2 separate regions of the Hordeum vulgare genome follow, and region 2 is linked to region 1. A link is a contact called in public HiChIP or PLAC-seq data. All regions are on one chromosome and are shown on one strand. The core of a region is the stretch at or near the end of the contact, and the rest is flanking DNA. Distances in the headings are between cores, read along the strand shown. Region 1 holds the start of LOC123452705 (60S ribosomal protein L4-1-like). Region 2 holds the start of LOC123452711.

Region 1 (5,058 bases), core at 966-3,465:
TTAGACTTATTTTGATTCTAAATGAGTTAAAATGCATTGAGTCTCAAGTCATATTTAATTGATAGAGATAAAAGAAAGGAAATTAACGGATATGGATGCATCTTTTTCTGTATGCACCATGCAAGTCCAATGAGAGGGAGGATGCTATATTAATTGCTTCGGAAATCAAATATGTGAGAAATATTTTATTGGCTAGTTAAAACTAGCGTTATCCATTCACAATGCACCTTGATTGATGAAGATTTTATATTTAAGCCCTATAAACCGGAAAGGAAGGAGTAGCGAGAAACAAACTCGCCCTTGAAGGTCTCACTTCGCGCTACATTGCCTGTCCAGCCCATATTGTTAGCTCGCCCGCTTCGCGCTTGTATAGCTTCTCTTGTTAGCTCGCTAGTGATAGCCGACAGATTATCTCATTTTTTCTTTTGTTTTTCTTTAGGTTTATTTGTTTTTCAACTGTTTTATTATTTTTTCTACATATATTTTCTTTATTCTTGGGTTTCTCTAGTTTTCTTGCTTTCTCTTTTCTTACTGTTTGTTTTGCTTTTTTCATTATTTTTCCATCGGTATTCTTTCCCTGTTTTCTTTTTTTTTCTTCATCTACTTCATTGTTTTTACTGGTTTCACTTTTTTCTTTGTGTATTTCTTGTTTCTCACTTTTTTCTATTCATTTTTGTTTGTATCTTTCTTGGCTTTGATTTATTTTCTTCATTTTTCTTTGTTTTTTATTGGTTTTATATGTTTTCATATATTTTATTTGGTTTTTCATTTTCATTACTTTTGGTTTTATTTTTTACTTATGATTTTTATTAGGTTTCTGTTATTTTATTTTTATCTGTCTTTTTCATTGGTTCTTTTCCGTTTAACACATGTGAACCTTTTCAAGTACACATTCAACATTTTTGGTACACATCCGAAAGATATTTTACATACACTTTTAACATTCTAAAATACTTATTTTATTTATGTTCTATTTTCCCCATACGCATCATACATTTTTGTTGCATATATATTTTGAGTCCATTTGTGTTCTTTATTTTTATAAACTTAGTTTCATGTTCTTATTTTCAAATATAAGATTAGAAATTTTGAATACATGTTCAATATTTTTCAATACACATTAAATATATTTTTAATGCCAATAATGATTTTCACACACATAATTTACGTTCTTATACGTGAGGAATATATTTTATATACATGTTTAGCAATTTTTAAAACCTAATCAGCTTTAAAAAATAATATGCTTCTGTATGCCTACTTTTATTTTTATATACACGTTGTACCTCCTCCTTCCCAAAATCTTGGGTATATTAGTTTTGCATGCAATTTCGTAATATAAGCGCTCTTCTCTCGTTCAGCTACAACCATAACCAACAATGCTTTTTTTCTGGAACATATCGCTGGCTGGGTCACTCGTGAGGTTAGCTGAGAGCGCTTCCCGCATTTGAGATTGGATCGCTCAAGTAAACCTGCGTTAACTTTCGTGGTAGAACTAATAACCCGAACATTATTGAAAGAAGGGAATACATTTTGTATATATATATAGAAACATTATTTTTCTACTCGCTCCGTAAACCAATATAAAAGCATTTAGATCATTGTTTTATTGATCTAAACACTTTTATATTAGTTTATAGAGGGAGCACATGTTTATTTTTTTGGTCGTTAAGTGTGTGTAAGTGCACGTGCATGAGGGCATTGGCTGTCTGCCACCGACAGGCTGGTCAAAGGAGGACAACGCACGCGTCTGCATCGTGTGTGCACAGACTCAAATCCAATCTAATTTTGAGCTTAAAATGGGTCAAAACGGACAACAAAACACGCATCGATCCATTTGCGTCAACGCATTGAACCGTGGTTTTCGCCCGTGCGGACAAAAATGGACGCTGGTGGCCCGTTGGAGTTGCCCTTGACTAGTATTTCATCTATATCAAAATAAATGTTGCTTATTTAGTATAAAATTTGTACTAGTTTAATTATAAATTTATGACACTTATCAGTTTTTTTTTTGCACGGTAAAAAAGGGAACTATCCGGTTGTCGATGGCCCGAGGAATTGTTTTTTTCGACAGAGAAATCTTTTTCTCAGGTCCATGAAGCATCTCGTGGCCCTATACGAAAACGGCCCAAGAGATCTTTTACTCCACCACTTTGCGGCCTTATAGCTCGGCTCCATTCGGCCATTCTGTCTAAACTCTCACCCCCATCGCCCAGTCCAGCCTCTCCCCCGCCGCCGCCGCCGCCGCCTCCGCCCCCATGGCCACCACCGCGCGCCCGCTCGTCTCCGTCAAGGCCCTGGACGGGGACATGGCCACGGACGCGGCCGGCGTCCCGATGCCGCACGTCATGACGGCGCCGATCCGCCCCGACGTCATCACCTTCGTCCACAGGCTCCTCTCCTGCAACAGCCGCCAGCCCTACGCCGTCTCCCGCAAGGCCGGTCACCAGACCTCGGCCGAGTCCTGGGGCACGGGTCGCGCCGTCTCGCGTATCCCGCGTGTCGGCGGCGGCGGTACCCACCGCGCCGGGCAGGGAGCCTTCGGCAACATGTGCCGTGGCGGACGCATGTTCGCGCCCACCCGGATCTGGCGCAAGTGGCACCGCCGCGTCAACATCCGCCTCCGCCGCGTCGCCGTCGCCTCCGCCCTCGCCGCCACCGCCGTCCCCGCCATCGTCACCGCCCGCGGCCACCGCATCGAGGGCGTCCCCGAGTTCCCGCTCGTCGTCTCCGACTCGGCCGAGGGCATCGAGAAGACATCCCAGGCCATCAAGGTGCTCAAGCAGATGGGCGCCTTCGCTGACGCCGAGAAGGCCAAGGACTCCGTCGGCATCCGCCCCGGCAAGGGTAAGATGCGCAACCGCAGGTACATCAACCGCAAGGGGCCCCTCATCGTCTACGGCACCGAGGGCTCCAAGATCGTCAAGGCCTTCCGCAACCTCCCTGGTGTGGATGTTGCCAACGTCGAACGCCTCAACCTGCTCGACCTTGCCCCTGGTGGCCACCTTGGCCGGTTCGTCATCTGGACTGAGTCTGCCTTCAAGAAGCTGGACGAGGTGTACGGCTCCTTTGAGGCGTCTTCCTCCAAGAAGAAGGGCTTCGTCCTCCCCAGGCCCAAGATGACCAACGCTGACCTTGGCCGCCTCATCAACTCTGATGAGGTCCAGTCTGTGGTGAAGCCCATCAACAAGGAGGTGAAGCGCAGGGAGGCCAGGAAGAACCCTCTGAAGAATGCTGCTGCCGTGCTCAAGCTCAACCCCTACTTCGGGACTGCCCGCAGGATGGCAGTTCTTGCTGAGGCAGCACGTGTCAAGGCCAGGAAGGACAAGATTAACTCCAAGAGGACCAAGCTCAGCGCGGTAAGCTCTTTTTCTTAGGTTCACACAATTACAGATAGTTTATAGTATTCCTGAGTACTGGTTGAATATTCGTACTGAATTTTGATTAAGTATTTATGTTTAGTTGGATGTAGCATAACATGGTGGTTTCAGCTTATATGATAGCAATTCTGTCCATGTCCATATGTTTGTAGTGTTGTATGGCACAGGTTTTGATTAGTTGCAGGTTTAATGTTGTGTTCACCGTCAAGCTGCGTGTCTTGATTAGTTAGTTCTTATTCTTTTGTATACTTGCTGCTTGTATAATGATGATTGCTTTATATGTATGTCATGTTAGTTTCCCATAGATTGTATATGCAATTTCTGCAACTGTTTGATATGCTTTGATGTGCTTACGTTGGCATGCCATGCTGTTTAATTAGCATTGAAAAAAATGCAAGTCTGTAAGCTGATTGTTATTTGCTAATTGCATGCCTAAAACCCTTCATTATCTAGACGATCCCAGTTTGTGATCCTTTCTGTTTAAACTGTCTTATGATTGACTGTTGTATGGAGCAAACACGCAGATTGTGTGTTCCTTGCATAGGCTCAATAGTGTATTTCTGTGGACTTCAGTTTTTAGTTGCATGCTTAATCTTTTGTATTCATAGTGAAGGCGCCTGTCTTAGTTTGTTTGTTTCTAAGTATATTTGTTTTGTGAGCCTGATTCATCAATATGGATAATTGTGTTACTCTTCCATCCATACATTGTTGTCTAATAGAGCACACCATATGCAATTGCTATGTTGTTATGTTCTGATACATTAAGTTTTGGCTTGCCATTCTTTGAGTATGTACTATGCTTGTTTTCTTCTAAGCTCGATTGCTTTTTAACTAGTCTTACTTTGGCACTGAATGTTCTTGAAGGACATAAACTTTTTTGCTATACTGAAATCTGAGGTAATATTGTTTTACCACTAATCATCACTGCATTTGAAATGTCCTGTTATATTAGTGGTGCTTTATTAGTTTACAAGCACAGGTTTGTTGTGGTTAATATTATTGCTTGTTAAGTATTAGTATTCCTTTTCATGTTTGGTTGCTTGAAAACTGTTCGTTTATCTCCTGTGCCCCTGTCTAAACTTCTCTGTTTTTTGATGATTAAAATTCCTATTATGCATATATTGTTCTTGTACTGAAGATTGAATTGTTGTTATTGTAGGAGGAGGCAACTAAGATCAAGGCTGCTGGCAAGGCGTGGTACCAGACCATGATCTCTGACAGCGACTACACCGAGTTCGACGTCTTCTCCAAGTGGCTCGGCGTCAGCCAGTGATCCATCTCGTTGAAGTAGTAGCAGTTTTATCATCCTACCTTGAGACCCTAAAGTATGATTTTGTCGTTGTGCCGTGTTATGGAATCTGAGACATCGTATGCTGTTTATCTCGAGTGTTTTATCTGTGGACGCCTTTTGCGAGACATGTTGTGTGACATGCTTTATCGTCTGGTTGCTTGTTCAGATTCTGAGTCCTGTTTTTCATATATACTCTGTTATGAATGCGAAATAATTTTCGTAATGGTTAAATTATGCGGTTGGCATCTGTGTTTCTTTATGAATTGTTTGCAACGTTTTTAGGATGTTGCATTTTGCAAAAACAAAAACAAAAAAACTTGTTATCTTATGGGCTCTTGCATTTTACAAAAACAATAAACAAAAAGACTTGTTAGCTCAGATTTTTGT
Region 2 (5,058 bases), core at 1,248-3,747, 260 kb before region 1:
TGCTAGAAGTTTATAACTGGCCCGAAATGAATTCTCCATGGAAATACTGGAAAATGTCTTATTTGTTCGATTTGCTGGTTTTTTGGCAAATCCCCAAAACACAGCAGGTTGAATTCCAGTAAGAAGCCTTTTTTTCCCTCTCTTCCATGTTATTCTCAAGTTTTTGATCTCCCTCAACCGCGCAAGAACCATTAGTTCTTGAATTCTTTTGAAATAGTTTCCAAAACAAGATTAAAAAAAGGCTGGTATTACTAATGCCGGTACCTACCAGGACATCTGGGAAGCTGGTTACAATAGTAGTAACCGGCATGAAACACAAATTGCTCCAAAGATACCATAGCACAGAGGTTATTCTTGAAATAATCAGATGATCAAAGCAAATAATGAAGGCTAAACCATGAGAGTAGGTATATGATCTATTGTCAAATGTCAACAAATCGAAATTGATAGCCCTCACGCTATCAGTGCCCAGTTTCTTTCAAGGAAAAATAGTAGAGAAATTTACGTTTACAATCTCCAACAAAAATGATATCTTCTAGTGTCTTTAACATGACATCTGAGAGATCAGTATATATAACACTTCCTTTGGGACCACATGTTATCTTGTCCTATTAATCTGTAGCTCACTCACTCCCTACAGTAGTATATTTATTTTGGACGAAGTGCCACACTCATACCATATGCATGGATAGCCCCATTGAATTACATGTCTTCAAGACTTTTGAACTTGCTACAGATTCATAGGACAAGATAACATACTAACACCCGTCTCCATTTTTGGTTAGTTGAAGAAGTAACTCTAATTAAAACCACTTGACTAACACAGATCGAAAGCTTTCAATTGTTTTTTTAAGAAATTCTCAAACTTGGCTTTCAAGGTTCTACATTTACATTCTTTCAAATACTTCAGAAATATGGAACCACATTAATTTGTCTGAAACATGGACGAAGTTAAGGGCATTACAGGATTACTAAATGTATTAATTGACTATATTGGGGATGTTTGCAAATTCAAGTCTTTTACAGAAAAAGAGAAATCACAAAACGGTCCACCCATAAAATCAGTAGTGTTTTTGGTCATCAACTGAAGGAAGCACAACTTACCATAGCAAGTTCCCCCCATTGTCACATATTGCACACAAATTATCAGTAGCATCACCACCACCATCACCATCATCATCATTGTCAATAGCATCACCATCATCGTTGCTATCGTCGTCGGTGCAGCTGTAATCATCACTGCTCTTGTCATCACCACTACCATGATTGTGGCTAGAGTCATACTTGCAGATATAATCATAATCGTTTTTGTCACTGTAATCATCATCACCATCATTGTCAAAGTCTTCTTCGTCACCACTACGCATTGCAACAGTCGTCCGTCTGGTACGTAAACCCTGTAAAATGGGAAAATTGAAATAAGAAGTGAAAACAATGATACAGCGGCAAGACTTCAAAAACAATTTAGAGATCTCAAAGATGCATATCTAAGGTTATTCTCAATAAGCCTTTCTACCGCCCATTGAATTATTCCTGGAGGTATTCTCAATGAACAATTCAAGAACTTGTGAATGCAAAAAAAAAAAAAACAGTCATGGTCATGGCACAACCCCCCATTGAATTAAAGAGAACATTCGTAAACACTAGCAGAGTTCCTAGTCACTGAAAATAATAACAATGTAACTCCTTGGAATGTTCCTGGGAATTTCGCCCAAGCAGATTGGATTCAAAGGCTGTTGTAGCTGCGCTCGACAAGAAGGGGGTACAACCAGTGCAAAGGGAGGCCAGGGAATATTATCTGCTTTAGACATGGTGCTCCATGCCCTTATATAAGGCATGTAAACAAACCTTACAAAGGAACAAACTGGGCTAATCCCTGATTTCAGGGAAACATGTCCAACTGAAAAGAAAACCAATCCATAGCAAGAAAGGCCTGTCTTTTTGTACTACATTGAAACCCTAGTGCTAAATTTGCTGGCTTAGAAAACAAACCAATCACATCCTAAACAAGTACTGTACAGTACAATCTACAGGAGGTCAGTGAAGAAAACATGTCCAAAAGGTTCCATCTTCCAACAGGCAATTTGCACATAACAACGAAACAAGAGTACAATTGCGAAAGGAAGGATGATCTTTACACTTGGCAGGGTTATTATCTTGGGAATCTGATGAAATGCGATCTACGTAGCACTTGGGCATTGGATCATACAACAACGCCGCAACTTCCCCCCTTCCTCTGACGCGCGGCCCTAAATTGGCGAGCGGAAGCCTGATGAGAAGCAACAGAAGATAGGGGACTCACCATATCTCCCGGCGCCGAGCCGTAGCGGTGCCGTCAGTCGTCGAGATTCGGGAAGGGCAGGGCAGGGCGAGGGCGCTCGGCGGAGGTTGGGGAACGCCGGTGAAGGGTAGGTAACGGTCGCGGCGGAGGTCGGGACGGGCAGCCCCGATGCGGTGGACGGCAGTAGGGGCGGGCGGCCGGCCGGCGGCGCTGGGCGAGGCGGGGAGAGCAGAAGGTGACAGTTTCTTCTTCTCTTTTTTTCTCTCCCTGGTAAAATAAAATTAGGCCAACTTCAGGGTTTTCCTTTCAGGTGTTGAGGCGGGCGGGCTTCAGGTGGGAGGGCCTCGCGGGCTCCTTGATGGGCCCAGTTGCGGTCCAGGTGACAGCCCTACCTTGTCTGTGGGCCGAATTTGGGGGAGCGGCCTGCCTTGCCTACTAGAAGCAAGCGATCGACAGCCCTAAATTTCTCCAAACCCCCGCCGCCGACGCCCCAATCCCCCAACCAAGCACCACGGCCTCTACCACCCCCGCGCCGCCGCCTCCGTCTCCGTCCCCGCCGTCGCCAACCCGTCCGCGGTGCCTGGCCGCCGACCCTCGAGGTACGAAGCTCGCTATCCCGTTTTCACCAAGCGATTCGTTCAATCCCACGGACCCTCACAACCCATGGATCCATCCTCCTTGCGCATTTGCGGCCGGGGTTAGCACCGTCGCCTAATCCGCTGGTGTACTCCGCAGGACTCCTCGCGCCATGACGAGCCTGATATCCCAGAACGCGCTCCCGAAGCGCCGGCTGGAGAAGGGCGACAGCAGCAGCGACGACGAAGAGGCCATGGGCTCCCCCGTCGCCTCGGACGCAGAGGCTGGGAAGAAGCCCGGGCCGGACGGCCGCAAGAACGACCGGAGGAGGAAGAAGAAGGCGCTGCAGGCCAGGCTGAGCCAGGAGGCCGACGAGATGAAGCTGCTGGAGAGCTCGCTGTTCGGCAACATCTACGCGCCGCTCGAGTTCGGCACCGAGGCCGCGGCTGCCGTGCCGGGTCGTGGCCAGGATGAAGGCCCTCTGTTCTTTGTTGATCGGTCTGCCGGCGACGACCTGCCCGTTTATGAGGAGGACCTGGGCGGTGAGGATGAGGTGGTGGACAAGGGGAGGAAGCCCGCCTGGGTGGATGACGAGGAGGATAGCACCGTGGTGGACATCGTGAAGGTTGCGAGGCTCAGGAAGCTGAGGAAGGAGGCTGATGAGCGCGTCATCTCTGGCAGGGAGTATGAGGCTAGGCTGCGCGGTCACCACGCCAACCTGAACCCTTTCACTGGCTGGGCGGATATGGACCGTAAGGCTCCTCTCCGTGATGGCGACTCCGACGAGGAAGAAGGTGGAGTTGACAATGTGCTTCGGAACAATCATGAGCTCGTTGTCAAGGGCACTGCTAAGCTCCTGCCTGGCATGCTGGACTACTCAAGGCTTGTTGATGCGAATGCCCAGGAGCCTTCCAGTGGTCCTGTCAATTCAGTGCAGTTCCATAGCAATGGACAGCTGATGCTTGTTGCTGGCCTGGACAAACATCTGAGGTTTTTCCAGATTGATGGCAAGAGAAACCCCAAGATCCAGAGCATATTTGTCGAGGACTGTCCAATTCAGAAGGCAGCCTTTCTACCTGATGGCTCTGAGGTGATCCTTTCCGGCAGGAGGAAGTTCTTCTACTCATTTGACCTGGTGAAAGCTGCTGTTAGTAAGATTGGACCCTTGACTGGGCGTGAGGAGAAAAGCCTGGAGAGCTTTGAGATATCCCCTGATTCAAGAACCATTGCGTTTATCGGTAACGAGGGGTACATTCTCCTGATATCTTCCAAAACCAAGCAGCTCATCGGAACCCTCAAGATGAATGGTAACGTGCGTTCGCTGGCCTTTGCGGATGGTGGGAACCAGCTATTGAGCAGCGGTGGGGACGGTCATGTTTACCACTGGGATCTTAGGACAAGGAAGTGTATGCACAAGGCTGTTGACGAAGGCTCCATGTCTGGCCTTTCCCTCTGCACCTCGCAGGACAGCTCCTACTTCGCCACAGGCTCCAGCAGCGGCATCGTGAACGTGTACAAGAGGGACGAGTTCCTTGGAGGGAAGAGGAAGCCGCTGAAGACGATCGAGAACCTCACGACCGAGACGGGCCAGATGAAGTTCAACCACGACGGCCAGATCCTGGCGATAAGCTCAGGCAGGGACAGGAACGGGATGAGGCTCGTGCATGTCCCGTCCTTCACCGTGTACCAGAACTGGCCGGGGCCTCGATTCAGCCTACAGTACCCGAGGTGCCTGGACTTCAGCCCAGGGAGCGGGTTCCTCTCCATCGGGCATGCTGGTGGAAAAGTTCTGCTCTACAAGCTGCATCACTATCAGAACGCCTAGGCTCACCTGGAGAATCCAGTTTTGACACTGTATTTTTCTGCTTTCAGAGAAAACCCATGATGTTATCTGTAACGCGATTCTTCTTAGACCCTCTTGCGTTGTGAGTGCTGTTGTCACAGATATTTTGATGCTCAATGCAATGCGCTGCTAGGTCTTTGTGGTGCGCATGTTGCGTGTGCCCTTTGTTTTGGTAAAATATTTCATCTTATTAACTGTTTAAGAAGTTGCTTGGTGTGGCTGGAGAAAAGATGTGGGCGTTTAGAAGGTTTGGTTGCAGCTCTAAATGATTGTTTCACCATGTTCAACAGGTGGCTGTGATTCTGTTGAAGATCTGGTGAGTTTGCATCCTGTATTTGTGTTGTTGCAGTAGCATCTG

Evidence for each region. HiChIP or PLAC-seq counts read pairs in DNA pulled down with a chosen protein or histone mark.
Region 2: an H3K4me3 HiChIP or PLAC-seq map of embryo shows a contact between it and region 1, with 4 times the contacts expected there. The contact joins the promoter of LOC123452711 here to the promoter of LOC123452705 in region 1. A contact is called at or near these places in 2 of 6 Hi-C or Micro-C datasets (leaf and seedling) and 1 of 1 datasets of contacts at active chromatin or transcription factors (embryo).

The regions. Positions count from the first base shown.
Region 1 is chr5H:547,705,754-547,710,811 of MorexV3_pseudomolecules_assembly, reverse strand. LOC123452705 (60S ribosomal protein L4-1-like) reads left to right here and starts at 2,215. Exons shown (of 2, transcript XM_045129413.1): 1 at 2,215-3,359; 2 at 4,540-4,902. The coding sequence starts at 2,259. The coding sequence ends at 4,653.
Region 2 is chr5H:547,965,986-547,971,043 of MorexV3_pseudomolecules_assembly, reverse strand. It overlaps LOC123452711, which reads right to left and starts at 2,497. Exons shown (of 7, transcript XM_045129421.1): 1 at 2,303-2,497; 2 at 1,105-1,397. The coding sequence starts at 2,305. LOC123452712 (U3 small nucleolar RNA-associated protein 18 homolog) reads left to right here and starts at 2,773. Exons shown (of 2, transcript XM_045129422.1): 1 at 2,773-2,880; 2 at 3,017-4,878. The coding sequence starts at 3,030. The coding sequence ends at 4,682.